Regions from separate parts of the Lactuca sativa genome. Here region 2 is linked to region 1. A link is a contact called in public Hi-C data. All regions are on one chromosome and are shown on one strand. Each heading gives the region's core, a stretch centred on a gene start, on an enhancer-like site or on the middle of the called end of the contact. The rest is flanking DNA. Distances are from core to core; before and after follow the strand shown.

Evidence for each region. A called contact is a pair of places that touch in the nucleus more often than the background predicts.
Region 2: a contact with region 1 is called in a Hi-C map of leaf, with 8 times the contacts expected there. The contact joins the promoter of LOC111904551 here to the promoter of LOC111904550 in region 1. A contact is called at or near these places in 3 of 4 Hi-C or Micro-C datasets (leaf and seed).

What each region holds. Positions count from the first base shown.
Region 1 is chr3:81,446,301-81,450,899 of Lsat_Salinas_v11, forward strand. It overlaps LOC111904550, which reads left to right and starts at 2,045. Exons shown (of 1, transcript XM_023900303.2): 1 at 2,045-2,812. The coding sequence starts at 2,118. The coding sequence ends at 2,666.
Region 2 is chr3:81,726,307-81,730,483 of Lsat_Salinas_v11, forward strand. LOC111904551 (ubiquitin receptor RAD23d) reads left to right here and starts at 2,489. Exons shown (of 13, transcript XM_023900304.2): 1 at 2,489-2,632; 2 at 2,741-2,848; 3 at 3,651-3,809; 4 at 3,895-3,942; 5 at 4,032-4,096; 6 at 4,173-4,177. The coding sequence starts at 2,783.

The DNA of each region.
Region 1 (4,599 bases), core at 795-3,294:
AAAAATATATTTTTTATAATTAATTAAGGAAATAAAACTCATGAAAATCTTGTTTAAGTAACTATTTAAAAACTTTTGTTTGGCAAACATTACAAGTTAAATAATTTCAAAAATTAAATTAACTTATCAACTATGCACCAAATACATCATAAACCTTTTTGATAAACACGGTTATAAAGATATAGATTTCATAAATAATTGTTGAAGGGTTCCATGGATAATAAAAGAATCACAATAATCATTATGAGAAAATATAGGAAGTTGGTAAAAGTTCAATTTTTTTCCTAGATAACAATAGTCTATTTTATGTAATATATATAATATTAATTTTTACGTGTTCTTATAATTTTTTAATAATAGTCAAATAAGGTTAAAAACACAACTGTTGTAATTTGAATGGATATGAGTGATAATACGTAACAAGTGGAGCCATGATGATATGTCTTTGTCCTCCACTTAGGAAGTTATTTGTTCGTGTACATTAACAATTCGGATCATGTAAATAATAATTTATACTTTTTCAGAATTCTATGTGTTCGTGTTTTTTCTTTGCACAATGTTCCAATTGTTAGTGAAAGAAGACTTAATGGATAGTTAAAGACCCAAACCAACCAATAAAATTAGTGCTTTAAAGGGGACATGTCTGCAATAAACTCTATAACAAAAAAAAAAGGTTTAAATCATTTTTGGTCATTTAATTTTTGGTTTTGTATTTATTTGGTCACTTAACTATTTTTAAGTTTTAAAAGTTCATCAAACTTTTGACTTTGTGCTCATTTAGTCACTGAACTTTTGGTTTGGTCACTTAACTTTTAGATTTGTGCTCATTTAGTCATCTAATTTTTAAAATTGTGCTCATTTAATCACTAAACTTTTAATTTTTTTCAAAAATTTAGTGACTAAATGAACACAATTTTAAAAGTTAGGTGACTAAATGTGACCAAACCAAAAGTTAAGTGACTAAATGAACACAAAGCCAAAAGTTAGATAACCTTTTAAAACTTAAAAAGAGTTAAGTGACCAAATGAGCAGAAAACCAAAAGTTAAGTGACCAAAGATGACGTAAACCCAAAAAAACAAAAACCACAAATAATTTATAAAATATGAATTAACCTTAAAATATAGAAAACTGCTATATAAAATCAACTTCAATCGCGCCTAATGGAAATTTCAATAAAAAAAGAACATTAATTTTTAAATAAAAAATAAACCAATAACAAAAAGACTATTATACTAATGTTGGATCTATTATAGCCTTCTCATTTATTCGAAACCACTTATATTATATTGATGATAGACATCCACAACCAAAAATTAAATATTCAAGTTTCGTTATAAATAAAAACGTTATAAATTTTAGAGTAGAATAATCTGTTCTGAAAAAATATAATAGTAAATAATTAATATAAAAAATTTATACTAAGTTTCTGAATATTTAAAAGTCCCATATTATTCAAGTCTTATTGAAAAATTTTCTTTTAAATGTTTATGATGTAAAAAATCACAACTTATTATATACATATTATATTAAAAAAACATTATATATATATATATATATATATATATATATATATATATATATATATATATTAAGAAAAAGATAATATATTAGAGACATCTTATTAAAAAAAACCCTTTGCATTAAATATTTTAACAATTAGACGATTTTGAAAAAAATGCAAAAACTATCCATTTGACTTGCGTTTTTTTAATAGAGTCAAAAAACTTGTTCTTTACAAAATATGTAATTACCTACAATATTTAATATTAATGTAAAGTGTTTGAATTTATCAATTGGCAAAGAGCATCATATATTGGTTTGAAAAGAAAGAAAGAAAAGAAGAAAAAATAAAAGTTAATACGTCCGTGATGGCGAAAGTATCTGGACCCACGACCCCTCTCACGTCCACATCATAAAAAAATAAATTCAAAATTCAAAAAATATAAATAAAAAAAATTAATATTTTATTAAATTAAAATAAATCGAACTTTCTCTCTCTCTATATAAACCCTCGCACCTTCCATTCCACTTCCCATCACCTTACCCACCGCTGTCCCCCACTCTCATTTTTCTCTAAAATCTCCAAAATACCCCTGTAACGTCTCTCTTTTACAAAATGGAATCCTCGAGTAACAAAAAGCGACTCCGTTCCGACTCGGACGAGTCCGAGTTCAACTCACCGGAGGCCAAGAGAATCCGAGACGACCTTCTCGACACTCTAGACGACTCCGACGTGTGCACCGTCGGTGACGACCTCGACTCGTTCATAAAAAGCTTCGAAGACGAAATATCTCCTCCGCCGGAGACACTCGACCAGGCCTCCGAGTCCGGCGACTCTCGCCCGGATCTCGAGTTTCTCCTCGAGGCATCCGACGACGAACTCGGACTCCCTCCGACGGAGACGACACCGACTGAGTCGGAAAGGATAGTTGTATCAACTGAGTCGGTTGAACTCGGGGAGTTTTCATGGGTGGATAATGAAATCCCGAACTATGAATCGTTCGAGTATGGATTTGATTACGCCGCCGGTGATGTTAATGTTAACAACGGCAACAACAACCAGAATGGTGAATACGTGGCTTTAGAGGGTTTGTTTGATTATACAGATCTAGGATTTGGATCGGCCGATATGTCACGGCGGCCGGAATCGTTGCCGGCGCAGTGACATAGGTTGATTTTATGGTTAATACGTTAGAAAATATTTTGTAAAGTTCTTTGGTTCTTTTTATATTAGAAAAATAGACATGGAAAAAATGTATAAATAGATTTACTGTTTAGTGTTTAACGATCGAAGAAACCACGTCATACTCATACTGTTCGGCTATTAATTAGTTTAGTCCATATGGACATGGTGTATAACAGTATAAGCCTCTCAAAACCATACTAAAACCTAAGGTATAATGTCATTTTTATCATAAAAATATGATTTTATACTATATCTTTTTAACAATTTAATTTAAATAAAAACTGTAATTTTTATAAGAAAACATAACATTTTATCACCACAAATTAAAATAATATTATATTTCATTATTCTTTTAAAAAATATAACTTGACATTAAAAAAAACCCTAATTAAGAAAAAAAAAATTAAAAACCTTAAACCTACGAACTTGAAAAAAATACTTTAATATATTAAAAGTAGCTAGAAATTTTAAACCTTACGGTTTTTTTGACATCGGCTTTTACGGTAAGCAATTTCAAACTACTCACCATTGTTCGTTGTGTTTAGAAGGTGGTGAAACTTGAACGGGTTCATATCGTTGATGTTGAAATCAATACAAAAATCTTATTACAGTAAGATTATGTTCTTAAACATTTTGAACCACTATCAAAATGTTTTTTAGATGTTTTGTTTTTTTTTTCCTATTTTTATTATCTTTTACAAGATTTCGAAAGTCAAGATACTTGAAAACCTTATTGTTTTTTTTTGAAACATTTTTAAAGCTTTCTATAAAATCACTTCATTGTTTTTTCTGTTTTTTGATTGACGTTTCATGTTGTTATATAAATCATTAAACAGTATGACTTCCTTGTTTGTCTTTTTCATTTTGAGTAAATTTGATGTTTTGAGCGATAATGAGTTCATTTCTTTGTGGAATCTTTTTGTAACTCGCATAAAAAAAGTTAATGTATTTGGTGTTTTCATGTCTTCGAATCTTATGAAATATCGATACATGATTGTACCAATACTGACACTTCTTCGGGTTCTCATCCTTTTGCGGCTGCCTTCTCTTTTCTTATACTTCGTGCTTGAGTGGGTTGGGTTTCTCGAACGAACTCTGGTTCGGAATCAGAAATGAGTGTTTGAGTTTGTTGAACAAATTCTGGTTGAGACCGAAAATCAAACAGATTAAACTTGGTATCGTTTTGTGGTTGTGTTGGTGTTTACGTTTGTGGTTGTTGCAGAGAATATGGTAGCATACCACCATAATGATAAACTGAGGGCAAATAAATCAGTTGATCATACAACGTTTTTGGGGTTGTGTTTCTAGTGGTATTTTTTTTTTAATTTCTTTTTAAATTTTTTTTTATAGATTTGTTTGAGTTGTTTGAAGAGAACATTTTTAAAGTTTTGAAAAAAAAAGTTGAAAGATAGAATAATTTGATAAATGTGTATTAAAATAAGGGTTGTGAGGTTTTATTTTTATGTAATAAAAAAAATCATATTTGAAAAGTTTTGACCGTTCAAAGCGTGGGAAAAGAAAAAGTAGGTGAAAGTGAATGCGTTTGTTCTCTACCGTGTACGGTCAAATCACATTGCATACCACAATCAGGAGACGGTGTTCATTTTTGGCCATCGTGGTTTTTATATAGTGAAACCACACTGACTCCTCTTAGTCTAACATCAAACAGTATCGTCTCAAACGCCACATTATCTTCAATGTTATAACACCATCATAAGAAATGGTTATTAACTTATAACACTAAATAAATATTCTTTTTTGTGTTCTTGTGTGAATAATTATAAAAATAAATATAATTTTATAAACATACTATTTAAATAAAAATATTATTTAAAGAAACCATAACATTTAAGTTGAAAAAACTTTACTAGACAAAAAAAAGATAAATTTAAAATGTAAAACGATTCTAAAA
Region 2 (4,177 bases), core at 1,239-3,738, 280 kb after region 1:
TCTATATTAAGTGACCAAAATACCCTTATAATTAAATTAGATGATATTTTTCAATTATATTTAATTCAATAATATATATTTTAATCATTTTCTTAAAATAAGTAAAATGATTATTCCTACGTTTATATGGTGAGGTTCAATAGAAAACTATTATTAGCAACGAAACAAGGAGCCAATCACGAGCATCAAAAATCATAATGATTAAGAGTGAAAGGAATGAATGTACATTTATGAATTGGACGCACATTAACCGAATTATACTAAACTCAACTCTTTACAAAAAAAACCCACATTTTTTTTGTTTAAAATTTTTTAAGCCATGTTTTTTATATCGGAAAAAAACCAAATATACCGTTCTTCACGATTTTCCGCCCTCTTTCCATAGAGATCTATGTTGATATATAAATAACAAACTTTTTTTTCGAAAAAAACCACTTCGTTTTGTTTTTTTTTTTCAATATTTAAGTTTATTTTTATAAAAAAAAACTAATTATACCAAAATTCCCATTTTTTTGACATTTATTAATAGATATCAACATCGATTTAAAAAAAATATCGATCATCTCAAATTTACACTATGAATCAAAATTCTAAACTATAAATATTTCAATTTTAACATTTAGAATATGAATCTGAGTACCTGACTAGCTATTTCAACTATTTGATCATCCACAAATTAAGTGAAATTTACAATTGAACCGAAATATATTTCCATATAGTTTTATAATATTATAATGTTTTAATTACTCTTAAAATAATTTTTTTAATCAACAAATGAAGTTATTTACATTGTGAATCTAAATTTTGTATAATTTAGTTTTCAAAATTTGTAATGTGAATTTGACTTACTATTATTCATACCGTGAATCTGAACTGAAATTTTGATTTTTTATTTTAAACATCAATATGAATCTATTTTTAAAAGTACAAAAAAATGAATTTTGATATATTTATTAAGTTTTTTTTCAATAAAAAATAAAACTTAACTTTTCAAAAAACAAAGAAAATAAAGTGGGGTTTTTTTTTTTGAAAAAAAAAGTTTACTTTTTATATATAAATATGGATTTCTATGGAAAGATGATGGAAAACCATGAACAATGATATATTCGGTTTTTTTATATATAAAAACATGGCCTAAAAAAATTAAACTAAAAAAAGAAACTGAGTTTTGTTATAATCCGGTGCATGTGAGTCAACTTTAAAAGTCTACAATCTTTCAATTTGTTGTTGATCGTTTTAAATTCTGACATTTTTGATTGGTTCCTTAGTTACTTGATTAATAATGTTATTGTATTATATATGGTTAGATTCATTTGAGACGAGTCTAATTTTGTAAGGTCGTGAGACCATTTTTATAGTGAAATATTTTAATATTCTGTTATTCAAAAAATTATAATATATGTAATATTATGATATTCTAAAACAATATTTTTAACATATATTATATTAAAATATTCTAAAAATATATAATGTTAAAATACTATACATATTATATGTTTACGAAAACTAGAATATTAGAATATTTCATTAAAAAAATTGGTTTTACGGTCTTACAAAATTATGTCCGTCTCAAATGAAACTTTACCGTATTATATATATATATATATATATATATATATATATATATATATATATATATATATATATATATATATATATATATATATATATATATATATATATATATATATATATATATATATATATATGTGAATGATTTTGGGTTTAATATTTAAGTGAAACTTTTATATCAAGCACTTTTAAATACTGTTATGGGATCATATTTATCATAAAGATGCTCTATCGTCTGAAAATTAAAAGCCAAAGCCCATATATAGAAAATTAAAGAAAGCATTCGTGTTTTTATTTTCATGAAGACTATACAATAATGATATTTTATTGCACCATAAAATAATATAAGATATCTTCCGATAAAAAAAATATTGTAATTCAAAAAAACAATAACTCTGAATATTATAATAGCCATCATTGATAAGCATCACAGGTGTCAAAATTGAAGATTCGAGATAGATCATAGAAGGTCTAAAACAATTTGATTTCTGGATGTCGGGATATGTCGACGTGCTGTTTTTTCTATTTATTTTTCATGTTCCTATAATAATTAATAAATTAATTTTGATTATAAAATGTATTTAATAAAATAGCTCTCCAAATCTTAAATAATGTATTTTGAAAGCTTAAAAACACTAGTATATACATATCGAAACACTTCTAGACTGCTCCACATATATACTTTATTTTATTTTTAATCATTTTTCTATTATATTAATTCTTAATCAATTAACAATAAGATATAACATTGGATCCATCTCACATCATATGAAAAGATAAAGCTAAACTGAGAATATTGATTGGATCACACAAGGCCCAAAAAAACAAGTTTATTAGTGGACTAAGTTTTATTCAATTTGGGCCACAGTTATCTGCATAGAGCCCAGTATATGTTTCATGTATATGGGCCTGGCCCAATAATCGCGTGTAATCACTATAGATATCTGGCGCGTGGCCATGGCAACTCAACCTTTTCCCCTTGCCTTGAGAAAGGGGGTATACCACCGTATACGCCCCACACCCTTCTCGCACACACACAGACGCACAGAAGACGAAATCGGTGAGTATGCTTTTAATTTGTTTTTCGCATTATCAAGTTTCCGATTGCTTGTTGGCTTATATAATCTCTGATTCTCTCATCTTTGGTTTTCGTCACGTAATTCGATAGCTTATTTGATTCGAGTTGTGACTGTAGACGACAAATTGAAAGATGAAGGTTTTTGTGAAAACATTGAAGGGGACTCACTTCGAAATCGAAGTAAAATCCGAGGACACGGTTCGTCTCGTTTCAATTCTGCTTCTTTTGTTTCTTTTTTTAACGAATCGTGATGGTTCTATGTGTAATCGATTGGAAGCTAGGGTTTTATGCGTTGTTTGATCTGAAGTTTTACTCGATAATGTTTATAGCATGATTTTTGCCTTTTGGATTATGAAATTGATTCCTTAGGGTTTAAGTTGCGGTATTCCGTATTAGTAATTATATTGTGTTTTTTTTTTCGCTCATGTCAATTGATCAGTTTCAGTGAAAATATTAAGTAATCATAATCGAAATACTCCAACGCATCTAACTCTGTGTACTTTTGTTTTATTCATCTAACAGGGAGTTATATGAATTGTGAATCGCTATGAATTATTAGAATTGATATGTGAAATTGTTGGATGAAGCATGTTTCATGCTTACATGATTGTTTATTTGTTTTCAAGAATAGTAAATCACTGTTAAAAATCCTTTGAACTGGAATGGGAAGTATGTGGTTGAAGCTGCCACCTTGTTAGAGAAATCAGCTGCTCTTATATTCAGTATAGTCTATGAACTCATTAAATTGATCTAGTTACTATCCACAAAGTGATTACTTATTTACTTTAGAAAACAGCGACAAACGAGTAAATGGCATTTGACTTTTTTTAGGTTTAATAATTTAATGCTGGAAATCAATCAGTTGAATGTTTCACATAGCTATATAAAGCTATTTTACGTTAATACAATCTATATATAAGGCAATCATTTAAACTGTGGATTTCTTGAAACGGTTTTTATATTGGAGTTCTGAATAAAGATATGGTGATTGTTGATTCAGGTTGCTGATGTGAAGAAAAATATAGAAAATGTTCAGGGAGATGTTTATCCTGCTGCACAACAAATGCTTATCCATCAAGGCAAAGTGCTTAAAGATGCCACCACCTTAGAAGAAAACAAAGTGGCTGAAAATTCTTTCATTGTCATCATGTTATCCAAGGTAAAAAAAAAATGTAACCCCATACAACATTTTCATATCATCATATCCAATATTTAAACACAATCTAATTTATAATTAATTACAGACTAAGCCAACCTCTGGTGAAGCTTCAACAGCAGCATCCGCCCCAAAGGTAGTAGCTTTTTATAAAAACAACAAAAACTTTTATATCTTTTTTTATACAACTTTTAATGTTTATTGTCATATTGTGATGCAATGAAGGCACCTCAGACAAGCGCAACTCCCCCTGCACAAGCAGCCACTCAGGCTCCGCCACCTGTCACACAGTAGATCTTTTTCTACATCTTTAATTTCTTTATTTATATTTTGGATTCGTTCAGCTAATGTTTTTTACATTTCCAGGCCTG